Linked DNA regions of Danio rerio: region 2 is linked to region 1. The links are chromatin contacts, called in public HiChIP or PLAC-seq maps. All regions are on one chromosome and are shown on one strand. The core of a region is the stretch at or near the end of the contact, and the rest is flanking DNA. Distances in the headings are between cores, read along the strand shown. Region 1 holds the start of nabp1a (nucleic acid binding protein 1a). Region 2 holds the start of tmeff2a (transmembrane protein with EGF-like and two follistatin-like domains 2a).

Region 1 (6,462 bases), core at 2,638-5,137:
GATTTTATTAAAACCACATCTTCAGATCACCGGTGTGGGTATATTCTTAGCCTTTAACGGTCATCATCAGGTTGGACATTTTTCAAAAAAAACATGTAATTTTTTTTTTTTAAACCTGAACTTGTCTTGACAAACTAGATTTAATCTGCATATCATTTTCAAGTGTGAACACAAAGTGGGGTAAGAATATAAAATGTGCAAATATTTACAAACAAAACAACCTCTCATGTGAACAGGAATGCAAGTAAAAGAACACTTTGGCTAGATACGTGAGCTTAACTACTGGACCAAAAGAAATACATCTATAACGGTATGGTCAAGTCTTCCCAAATTATCTATTTCATAGATAAGCAAATAAACATCTAGATTACAAATGATACATGGTGGTGTTCCAGTATAAGAGTGTGCAGAATGTTTTAGTGTAGTCCCATTGCACTATGAAAAGCAAGTCTTATTTGTTGTAAATGGCACTGAAAAGGTCAAGTAAAACAACTGCAACCACCGCAGGGATCCCAATATTTTGTTCTTGATTTATTCCTAATTAAATAATTCTAATAGTTCGAGCAAACCATCACCTCTCCTTTCACACGGTCACTTCTGGTAATATTTTTTTTTTTGGCCAAGGAGTAAAGGGAAGAACTCATGTAGTCTTCAGTCACTTTGAAGTTCATTCCCCAGTTTCCAACAGCAGTTAATCATTCCTGAATGGCATGGCAATGCATTCATGATAAACAAAAAGAAAGTGCATCGAGTGTTCAAGTATGGTGTATAGTTTAACATTTAGGAAAAGGGAAGCAGCGGTGGGCCACTGAATCGGCACTTAAATGGCAAAAAAGGCCAACCCTTAACTGGGACAAGTTGAACTTTAAACTTGTGTGAAACAAATAATCATACTCTGCAAATAACAAAAAGCACATGTGGCAAAACAGTAGCATTAAACCTCGTATCTTTTGGCAGTATTGTTTTGTGTTCTGTAAGGATGGTTTGTGGATGAATTTTAGAAAGGAGTGGGAACATGGAAATGGTTTTGAAGTCTCATCTCTTTGAAGCCCTTCTTGGGTCCCTGCCATTGCTAATGCTGACTGTGGGTTTGGGTGGAGCAGGGGTTCCCCCTGCAGTTACTGGGGGTGGTCCATTGCCTGGAGCACGCCCATTTGGTCTTCCTGAAGCCCCAAAGTTTGGATCCCGTGGCACAGGTGCAGCATTGTTATTGGAAAACACTGGCACAGTTCCATTACCTGATTGAAACACAATTTAAATATTTTAGTGATAAACAAATTGTACAAAGTGACCAGTAGAGAGAAAATATTTAAGGCCCTGTTATACTTCACCTGAAGAACAAAATGGTAACATTAAAGACATTGCTAAATTAAATTGGAAATTTGACAATTTGGCAAAGTGAACATTACAGAAGACTTACTCCCACAGATAAGCATCTTTGAACTACCATTGGACTGTGGCAATGAAACATTAGAGATGCTTTTTGTTATGGAATGAAAGCATGCTGTCCATTCAAATATTAATCCAATACCACTTTCAGAAGAGTAAACTGAAAAGGGATTTAGGCGAAAAAGAAGTTCTACTCATTTACCCTAAAGCAAAACTTTGTTGTGTCATTTAGTAGACACATCTAATCAGAAACAACTTGCAGTATGCTTACAAAATGGCTTTTTTTTTTTTTTTTTTTGAGATTGAACGACTCCAGACTCAAAACCATTATGCTAGTGCTACAAAATTAGCATCTGTCACCGTAGTTGGACAGACTGTGTGAAGTATTAGCCATATTTACTCACCTGTCTGCACAGGAGTACCTGCATTTTGATTTGGTGGAGAATTTCCACGCTGTTCTTTACTCTGCCAAGAGGATAAAAGATAAATGTCATGGTCTTTTAATAATAAACCAGCAAAGCTCATGCTGTTCACAGCTTAAAATATAACTCTGTATTTGCATGCGCAGCAGAAGTGAAACCAAATTCTTGCTAGTCACATTCAGAATAAATGGTTCTAAACAAGGCTAAAGCTTGTTTTACAGACTCCTTCATTTTTATGTTTTCCACTATAAGTGCAGCAAATTTTAGGCATGCAGATGATTCTGCACGTTGAGGAAATTTTACACATGGAAAAGCAATTTCGTATGATCAGGAACACTGGGCTCACCGTCTTGTTCTGTTGGTTAGCTTGTGCTAGCAGCTCAGGATTAGGCTCACTGAAATTTGGAACCTCAGAATACACCATACAGAATCTGTGAAAGACATTACACTATGAGGGCTCCAACACTGAGGAAACATGCCTCTGAATGTCTCTTTTACTTAAACATGTATTTGGCAGAAGGTGCACATGTTACCAATTCATTTAATCCCTGTAAAATCAAAACCAATGACATTAGTGTTGCTGGCATCATTTTCTCCCGAAACATGCTTTTGCCCAGGTCAGTATGATTATTAATGACAAATCTTTATTAGAAATCCCACCAAGACCAATTTTCAGTCAAAAAAAACAAACAAAAATCTAGGTAATAAAATGGAGACTTATACATTTACTTAAGAAAAGTGTTTATAATACATTTCATAATGACACACACAAACCACCAGTCAGTGCTGCATTATAGCAAAATGTGCCAAAGCAGATATTCAGCAGTCACCTAAAACACTGTATGGAGTATGCCCATGCTCTCAAGTCAAAACTATTATTGTTAACATGCACTGAAATTACAGATTCAGCCAATAATTTATGTTGTCACACTCAATGACATGCAGAACTACAAGTATTAAGATTTTTCATTTATTGCCATGGGCCAGTGCTTGCTGCAAAAGTTGCCAGTCACTAATGCACTCTGTAGATTATATTACTGACAAAAAGGTGAATTTTAATTTGTTCATGTGCCAAGTACACCGTTATTTATTAATGTTGAGAAATAAAAGAATCATGAAAATGTAAAACGAATAAATTCTTAAAGGGATGCATTTAATACTCACTCTCCTATTTTCTGTAGATCTCCTCCTCGTCCAGTATACAGTGTAAGGCACCCTTTCCAGATCGAAGCATACCTAGACACAAATATATGAAGCCAAATCAGAACTATTTTCTTTGCACATGCACATTTGATAGTGGTGACGTCTTACACAAGACCAGTGGAACAAGCACTTGGACAATCTACTGACAGCCCAGTGAGGTCTAAATAAAAGCAAGAGTGTAAAGAGGCGTCTCGTACCCTCTCGTAAGGCGGATGATGTCCCCGGGCTGGATGAGGCTGCCCAGCTCATCCCACACAGAGATGGCGATGCTGCCGCTCTTATCCGCCACTCTACACGAGCGCACCTCGTGCCCGTCCTTTGTCTTCGTCACCCGACCTGCGCGTGCACAACAAAGTTCAGTGTAAATTATCAAGCGTTACAAAACTACTAAAACACACACATAACTGCGTTACTCGACAGCAGAGGTGTGAAAATCAAAGCTACGCGGAGCACAAAGCAACACGGGAGACGAGCGCAATGTTACCCTTAAATGTTAGCTGTTAGGAATTAGCTGAGCTCGTGCTAACTCACGGTCGTGAGGGACACAGCAGCCGATCTCCACTTACCGATCTCCAAAACTATAAAGACGATATTAAGGTTTTTGGATCCGGGTTTAACATCTTTAATCAAGATCACAGCTTCGTTGGAGATATTCGACATTTCTGAGGGCTGAGGCGGATGCTAGCACACCGGCTAGCAATACCACAGCCGTGTGAGAGGATTTCTCGATCTAACTTAGAACGAAATATGTGCTCTGAGTGGGTTGTTTGTTCGCTAAATAAACTTTACTTGGCAAATAAATGTGGGTTGTGAGATCCTTTAAGAAAGGCCGAAGTGTTACTAGCTTAACATCGGCGGCAGTTAGTTTATCTTATTTGACCATCGAGCTAACGTTAAAGGAGTGGACGTAAAAAGGGGAAATATTTCCTCCTCGACGAATAAAACGAACTAGTTATTCGCATAAAAACACTTAGCTCGTTTTGCTGAAGGACATTTTAGAGTTCATCCGCCTCCAAACCTTAAAACTAAAGACTTCGCTTCAAGTCTGTCACTGATTAAAATGGTTAGCATCCAGACACATTTGTAAGATCTTTTGGCTAGCCTAGCGTACACAAATCAATACACGACGTCAAGTTACCAAATATCAGTTGAAATGATCGCTTTACATTAAGATGCCGGTTATTATGCGGGCTGCGTTTAAAACGGTGTCAGTGAATACAGACACAGGCGCACACACTGCTGCTCAAACTACTAAACTCGCATCTCTTCATTTCAGCTTCCTTTCGAAAATCATTCATTACGTGTCTGCTACACATTTAAGGCTAAATCGACGAAACTTGGATCAATTTAAAACGGATGTCAGCCGAAATAACTGTAGCTGCCTAACTTTTTATGCCTTATGAGCAGTTCGAAACTTCCTATTGGCCTTTGAAGTTAATGTAGCATGTATTCTACGTGTGAAGCACAGCCATCCTACGAACAAATAAAATAAAAGAAATGTCGCAAAAGAGGGGAACTCTCTATTTCACAGTGCTAGCCGTCTCTCCCTCACTAACAAAGCGTCTGATCCGTGCCAGTGTGTTCAGTTCTTTAAATTCTCCCGAATGTGCCATCGCACCGTTTCGTGGGGGTGTTCAGAGATGCGCTGTTGCTGTTAAATGCTCACAATCCAGTCCAATAAACGCATGTATGCATAAACAGACTGTGAAAATAATTCACTCTTTGGTATACTGTATCGTCAGTATTACATGGGATCAAACGCTTTATGAACTGAAATATTGGGTTCTACCGTGTTCTTGTTACATTGAGCTCATTCTGATTGGACGAGATGAAGAATGTGTCCACATGGATAGGAAATAACCACACTCCATTTCCTTGTACGATTGTCGACGTTGTGTAATATGATTTGATTACACGTTCACAAATATTTCCAAAGGTATTTGGGTTGCATCATCACCCTTCATAGTAATCCGATAGATGGCTGGCAAATAAACATTTTACTGTATTTCAAAGGCTGTATGAACCCAGCTGTATATCAAAAAAGTTGTTTAAACGCTTTGCCCTCAGATAAATAAACATCTAAAATGTTTTAAAGGATTTATAGACAAGTATCGTTATCAATTCCTCACATCTGCTTTCTGAGTCAATGTGGAAACATGACTGGTACATATAGATAGTAAGGAATTCTCTCAATTTCAGCTTTATATATATATATATATATATATATATATATATATATATATATATATATATATATATATATATATATATATATATATATATATAAATTTCAGCTTTATATATATTATATATATATATATATATATAGATATATATATATATATATATATATATATATATATATATATATATATATATATATATATATATATAAAATTATATATATGTGTATGTGTGTGTGTGTGTATTATATGTGTGTATTATTATATCTTTTCTGCATTTATAGCAGATCAACAACAGTAATTTTATTGAGGTCTTGGGCTCACAAAAGCAAAAAGGAAATTCGTCACGAACAGGATTCGAACCTGTGCGGGGAAACCCCATTGGATTTCGAGTCCAACGCCTTAACCTCTCGGCCACCGTGACGCCATCTTAAACTGCACAAAAACTCAATATAGATATTTCTATCTGCACTTCACACTACAGTGATATTAAACTTGTGTTGATTTTTTAATGTTTCTTATTCTTTGATCACTTAAACACAACAAAATACAATTGTACCTTTGTATCAACTTACGTAAAACCAACACGCATTAGCACGGGTTTCACATGAACTTTATGTGGGTAACGTTATATAATTCATACGCAAATGCAGTTACTACATATAGAAACGAAACGATTTTTTTTCAAAGAATTATAATAATTATAATTTTAAATATCATAAGTAACGTAAGTTAATAAACTGACATATATACGACATTTGGCCACACGGTGGAGACAGCATCCAACAAAATGCTAAAAATGTCAAAACTACCCAAGCTCGCTAGACCCAAAAAGAATAAAACACATTTTGCTTGTGTTTTTCAGCGACTATTTAAAATAATGCCAATGTCCTTTTGAAAAAAAGCATAGTCCTGTAAGTAAACCTAGAATAAAAAGTTTTGGCAATTCAAAATAATTAAAAGTGCATGCAAGTATGACTATTAATTACATTCTGCACTGCATTCGCTTTAAAACCCTTAATTTTTTAGGCAAGGTATACAACAAACTGTGTTGCGTCTTCTCTAATATAACATCCAAGTTCTCTTACAAATGTTTCACACACAGTGTAAATTTTTAACTCCGTACTGCAATAATCCTTTAACAATAGACGTAAACTGACTCAGTCTACCTGAAAGCCAGAGAAATTTCTGACCGCTTACCAAACCCACATGTGGTTGATGTTGAAAAGAAACCGTGAAGTTTTCTGTCAAAAAGAGCAATTCAT
Region 2 (6,462 bases), core at 2,078-4,577, 200 kb after region 1:
AATTAAGGGTGTTGTCGGTGCTACATCCAGCTGCTTGTTTCTCCCGTCCGCAGTGAAATAAGAAACTTCTCTTGGCTCAAACACCTGGTTTTGCAGGTCTCCTTGCTCTCCTTGAGAGTGTCGTAATTTTATCAAAACAAACGAGAAGTGTGAGCCAATGTTATGTCTCAAAATGTGCCAAACTGGAGAGTATCAGGGGAGATGCAGATTGTTATTTCTGCCTTGCCAGTGAGGTGAATAATTGAAAGAAGCAAGCTGGCAGAAACACAAATATTCTAAAGGTGAAGTGTAGACAACTCCTGTGAGTGAGATATCAGACCACTTGTCAACCCATTAAAGAGCTGGAATTCAAACCCCAGGATATTGTTATCAGTTGACAGTTTTTTTATTTTTTTTATTTTAGCATTTCTGTAAGGTGTAAGGCAAAAGAGTCTGTTCAGAAACAGAATCTGTTATGAATTTTCCCTTTTACACTAAACCATTCCTTAGAAATGAAGTAACTGAAAACCTGAAGTTTTTGTAACTAATTTACTAAAACTAAAACAATGCTTTAGCCAAGAATTGAAATGAAGTCATCGATCATTTTCTTATTCTCTTGTCTTATAAATCAGCATAAATAATATTATTTTATGGAACACAATATACCATATCTTGAAAATGTACAAACAACATTGGACTTGACTGACTTTATAAATATATATATGATATACGATATATATATATCGTATATGATATATACGATATAATAAAATAAAATTCACGTATGCCAATTTTGCATTCTAAAGTCAGCAATACAGGTTTGGAATGACATTACTGAGTGTAAATGATTACAGGATTTCATGTTTAAATGATCTATTCCTCTAGGAGTTTAACTGAACTATAAAAAGTTGGTTGTTATGTCTCTTTGAATTCATAAAAGTCTGCTGTCTCCTCTTGCATACTTTGCTTGTGTTCGTCTCGCCTCCTTTGCAGCTGATATGCAAAAGCCTTCAAGTGAGCCAGCGCTGCAAAAAAAGTCTCTAAAAGAGAGCTATTGATATCTATGAACAATACAAATAAAAGCTTACTGACAGTGACTTATTTTTGAGGCAGCAGCTGTATAAAATTGATACAAATAGCTTACAGAGCTGACGCTGAACTCAAATCATTGCTTCAGTAATAAGATAGATGCAATGCAAAAGCACTCACAACAGTTGTGTCCACTGCCAATGGCCGCAGGTTAGGATTGTTGACTAAACAGCTGGCTTGCATTTGTTTTGCTGGACATTATTGCTGTGTTCAGCGCATAATGCTGGAGATGTAAACTATATTCAGTCAGTAGGAACCTGCATTTTTTCCCCCTTTTCCATAACGCACCCAGATACCCCTCTTAATGGGTGATGATTTTTGTTTGTGTGTTTGTCTATAAACTTGCATTAATCTTAACACATTATCTAAAGTGATAGCTGACCTAAAATGTCAATCTTACCATTCTTTACTCGCCCTCATCTTATCTTTATTATATCACCCTAAGACTTCCTTTATTTAATACAAAATATTTTTTATATTACTTTAATGTAAAAGAAAGTGCTTGCAGCTGTGACAAAACAGTGGCAGCTTTTTTTATTTCTGTCATTAAAGGTTTTTAAGTGACACCGAGGACAGTCAGATAAGCTATATAAACTCACTTTATAATTAAAAACACTGTCTGTATAGTAATACAATAATAGACCATTATCAGCAAACATGCTTGATTCTGCCAATTAATGTTCTGTTTATTGCTCAGCGATGGCAGTATGACAGTGTTAAGGATTTACAGGGGGAATACATCCTACATTATCAACACTTCTTTTTGTAAATCACGAAGACACTAAAGTGGCCCTCAGACATGCCTGTGGTAGAGCTTCCCACGTCTCCTGCATGCCATTAACATGAGTTGTATACACAAAGTGCAAGCAAGAGGCAAGGATAGACGTTTTGGAACGACACCTAATTGCCCACGGTGACCTGCTGATTGATAGTCAGGCGCCACGGCGGGAAACTGAGAACAAGTATGCAGCGAGTTCCGCGCGTCTCTCCCGCCTCGGGGCGCGCTTGATGATTATTTCACGTGCATCCGCAATCATCTGAACGGCGCTCTGACAGTGAGGGTGAGAGGTCGACCGCAATCCAAATCAAAACCCACTTAATATCCGAGTCTACAGTGGACTGATGCTCGCAGATTATTCTGCCGACTCTATGCAATTGTTGCCAATAATATGATGGAGTATTTCAGAGTGAAACATTTTCAATTTAAATAATACTTGTTCGTTAGCGCAGCATAGTCAGCTTAATGCTAAAACACATCATGTAAAACTATTTTTATAAACAAATTAGGCTATATTGTAAAATTCTGCCAGTGTGAATGACTTTTTTATGTTACATGTACTGATGCAAAACATAGTGGGCACCTGTGGATGTTTGTTGTGTCATTTTCATCTACATAAAAAGTTAAAAACACAACCGTGGTCACGTAAACAAGCGTTGTTTTTTAAACCAGAAAACAACAAGGCTGGTTCAGACTGTCTAAATGAGAATAAACATCTAGATAACGTTACAGATATGAACTAGCCATTTATCATCCTGTGTGTGTGTGTTTTTAGGATCATTAGAAGCTAATGATAAACTATCTGTTTTCTTTTGAACATAATAAACTTGAAAAGCTGATCACTTATGAAATGTTGCATCAGCGACTGTTAGTAAACTGAACATTGTTTCATCCCTGTGAACAAGAACGTGCCATATAGCTCATCCAAAACCATAACAGACAGTTTCGACTTTACTGCAGTGAACAGCGATTACATCGACGGCATGCAACTGTCATTTCAGGTGAATATTAACTTGGGATGTATTATTTACGGCATTGAGACTATCAATAGCGCACGATTTGAAAAGATGTCAAATATGAAAACAAATAACTATTTACACCGTAACGGAAATAGACCCGCAGGAGACTGCCTGAAGCAGCTCTTCAGCATCTTTCTAGCAGCAGTGAACCGCAAAAGCGTGCATCACCACACATTATTTTAGGTCTGTAACTTATGCGACTTGTATGATAAACAGCCGTTTTCCGTAGCCAAGGAAACGTCAAACCGTTTTCCTTTCAGCGCTACTTGAACATCTTACCCGAGCAGTTCCATCCAGTTGGAGTCTGACAGTCGCTGAGAGAGGACGGGAACGCACCAAGTTGTTGCACCGGGAAAGTGGCGAGAAAGGACAAGACTGCAATCCATACCCAGTGTCCCACTATCCGGCTCCACTGGTGCGGACTTCGGGGCTCGTGTAGGGCCGCCGCCACCGAGACACCCATCTCAGTTCCCCCAACACAGCTCACAGACGCGCAACGACTGCCCGTGTCCCAATGTTGTCAACTTTGCGGGTGCGCTTAAATGCCAAGTAAGGGACATTTTCCGACGGTGGGAATGTGCCCCATGAAGCAGTTGTTTCTGGATGACAAGAGCGAGGATCCGCCCGAAGCGAGAGGGTGCAGATGCGGAATGAGAGAGGTCTGGGTGCGATGACAGGGGAGGGGATGGTATCGGGAGGAAAGTGGGTAAGCGAGATGCTCAGAAATCAAGGCAAAAATAAAAATACGCCAAGGGGGGCTTGAGAACCACAAATGGGGCAAAAATCATATATCCCATTCGAGTGACATGCCGAAGTTACAACATCCACCGAAGCGCCGGTTAGAGAGACTGTCCTGCGTCCTCAGTCCGTGCGCTCGCGCAGAGCCGTGAGTTTGTCAGAGTCTCGCGGAGGGCCATTCCTCTGTACCTGTGAACCACAATAACGCACTGAAGGCAAGCGGCAGGTTTCCAGACCGCTTCAGATCACGTGTCCTCGAGGAGTCGGGAGGGGCGGGACGATGCCGCGGCTCTGATTGGTGGACAGGGATGCAGGAGTGTCAGGAGCGAGGCGATGGTCCAGCGCGAGCATATCGACGGCCAGTGTAGAACAGTGTATCCCGTAGTCCACTTTAACAGGGCTTTGCTTTGCAAACGCGTGGGCGAAGGACCATGCCGAGAAAGTCCTCCCAGTAATTGAGCACTGCTGCTCTGAGCACGATGGCAGCAGAAATCGATCGGAAACTTGCTATGTTGTGAAATGATCCCGGTGTCCTAAACAAAAGTCTTAAATCGGAGGATGAAGAGAACAGAGAGACAAGGCGGAGTTCACGACTCGACTGTGTGTGCTTGAAAACGCTCGCGGCGTTGGAAATGAATATGAGTGCGAGCTGAACAGTTCAGATGGCATTTTGACGACATTTAACGACATGACGCTTCCCATAAGAAGCTACTTTCACAAAGCGTTATAGATAACGCACTACCTCTCAACCACCACTTGCATGTCTCGTTTGGATATAGCTGAATGAAGCTCGCTTGCATGCGTTTTATTGCCCTTTTTTCACATTTAAACGCCTTTTTATTTCTAAATCTTTTCTTATTTCTCACTTACAATTTTATCTTAGTGCTGTAATTGTACTTAACACGAAAAAACAGTAGCCAAAGTTTAGTTTAATTGCGCCCAGGCACGCAAAGGCGCACGACCAAAACATCATTCAAACACACAAAAAAACGGTTTAGGCTATATAACAAAATATAATGCGTACAAGTACATTATAAAAATATCCCGTTTGCCTTAAATTTTTAAGCTGAATAAAATTAACCTTATTAGTCTTTTGAACTTATATTGTGTTAAATTGACTTAAAACAGCTGGCATAACTTATAAAATTAAGTTAGAACATGATTAACTTAGTTAAATATATTACTATGAACTAAAAACATATGCTGTCTAATTGATCATTTTTTTACAGTGTAGTAGTAGCATTAGTGTGTGTGTGTGTGTGTGTGTGTGTGTGTGTGTGTGTGTGTGTGTGTGTGTGTGTGTGTTTCTCACAAAGTTTTCAATCATGTAAAGTGTGAATAAATGACAGGATCACCAACAATACCTGAACAAAGTGTTGACAGATAGATTTGCTGTATGTAGAAATTAAGTTTAATCCTGATTTAGTTCAATATTAAGTGGAAATTGAGATTTTACAGTACTCAAACAAATTGTTTAATAAACGTTTTGTAATAGTTTGAGTTATGTTGACCAATGTTTTATACCATAGATAGATTAAAAAAATATGTTTGTATTGTATAAACAATATTGCAGTTATAAAGATGGCCTGTGTTTATTTATTATGCAACTGTAGAAGCAATTACAATATTGGGTATCTGCAGAAAGGTCTCTGTCAGCTCATAAAGGACTGCCTTTTTACACCAACCTGTATATCCTCAGTTGAAATCTGCATGGTGCTTAGGGCTCATTAGACTACTGAGCTTTCCATAATTCTCCAAAATGCCTTCTGGCAATCTGTAGCCAAGATGTCAAATAATAGCTGTCAGCAAATCATTGTCATGAAGCACCTGCACAATAGTTGTTAAATGCAGAAAGTTTCTCTCAACTCAGCCTGTAATTCCTTTAGAGCTGTCATCTGTCTCTTGGTGTCCTCCCTCACCACTCTCCTTCTTGGTCACTGCTTTTTTGGGGGGCTGTCATCATTTGTCATTCCAACATATTTATTTTTAGGTGAACTATTTTTTCTTTTTCTTTTCATTTTGAGATTTTCTCTCTGTGATTTGAGAGTCCAGCACTAATAAATGATGATGTGACTATCAGATAAGTAGATAATAAAATGCATGAGCATTATAGTTATGTTTCTAGGAAATATTGTTTACATAAAACATTCCCCCAATAAGATTTTTTTTTTTACAAGTCACTGTTATATCTTCATGTAAAGAGCACATTTGGAATCTTTTGCTTCAGCAGTTTAAATCTGGACTTCTGGGCATGTCCTCAAGAGAAAAATTATGATATGCTCTCCACTGTTCATTTGTCGTCTACCTGATCATTTCCACATTTCTCCCGGAGCCTGGCTCCATACCAGCTCAGTATTATTAGCACACTTGAGAGCTCCTCTGGAGAGCAGCTGGCTCTGGGCTACCACCGTCTCTTGACAGATAAAACAACACACCCTTTCCAGAAGATTTCAGTAGTTTTCTAAATGCGATATCATGTGTCACAATGGATCTGAGCTTGCAATTAAGACTGTGGAACATTAATTAATCATTCAGATTTGCCGGAGACATTGAAAGGTTCATCTCCTCTATATAGGACCTGTTTAGAGAAGTGAGCAGAGAGTTTTATAACTAGACTGCATTTCATCACACAGTTATTTTATTGATAAAAATAAGATGTCAGAGCCACAATAATAATAATAATAAAACATTTGAAAAGAAGTCTTGGAGTCTTCTTTAGCTGCTTTTAGTCATTTGATAGCAAAATTATTCATGATGATTAAACACAAAGAATTCAACATTTTCAAAGGAATATATATGGCATAATGTGGGTTTAATTAAGCGTATGAACTAGTAATGGTGTCAAAGATAAAAAGATAG

The links. HiChIP or PLAC-seq counts read pairs in DNA pulled down with a chosen protein or histone mark.
Region 2: an H3K4me3 HiChIP or PLAC-seq map of gastrula embryo shows a contact between it and region 1, with 2.2 times the contacts expected there. The contact joins the promoter of tmeff2a here to the promoter of nabp1a in region 1. A contact is called at or near these places in 1 of 18 Hi-C or Micro-C datasets (an unstated tissue) and 1 of 4 datasets of contacts at active chromatin or transcription factors (gastrula embryo).

What each region holds. Positions count from the first base shown.
Region 1 is chr9:25,836,384-25,842,845 of GRCz12tu, forward strand. It overlaps nabp1a (nucleic acid binding protein 1a), which reads right to left and starts at 3,888. Exons shown (of 6, transcript NM_001008643.1): 1 at 3,581-3,888; 2 at 3,212-3,350; 3 at 2,976-3,047; 4 at 2,158-2,242; 5 at 1,812-1,854; 6 at 607-1,238. The coding sequence starts at 3,674. The coding sequence ends at 1,036. trnas-cga (transfer RNA serine (anticodon CGA)) reads right to left here and starts at 5,621; the gene lies at 5,540-5,621. It also overlaps a transcript of ftcdnl1 not described here.
Region 2 is chr9:26,032,821-26,039,282 of GRCz12tu, forward strand. It overlaps tmeff2a (transmembrane protein with EGF-like and two follistatin-like domains 2a), which reads right to left and starts at 3,328. Exons shown (of 10, transcript NM_001128365.1): 1 at 3,145-3,328. The coding sequence starts at 3,328.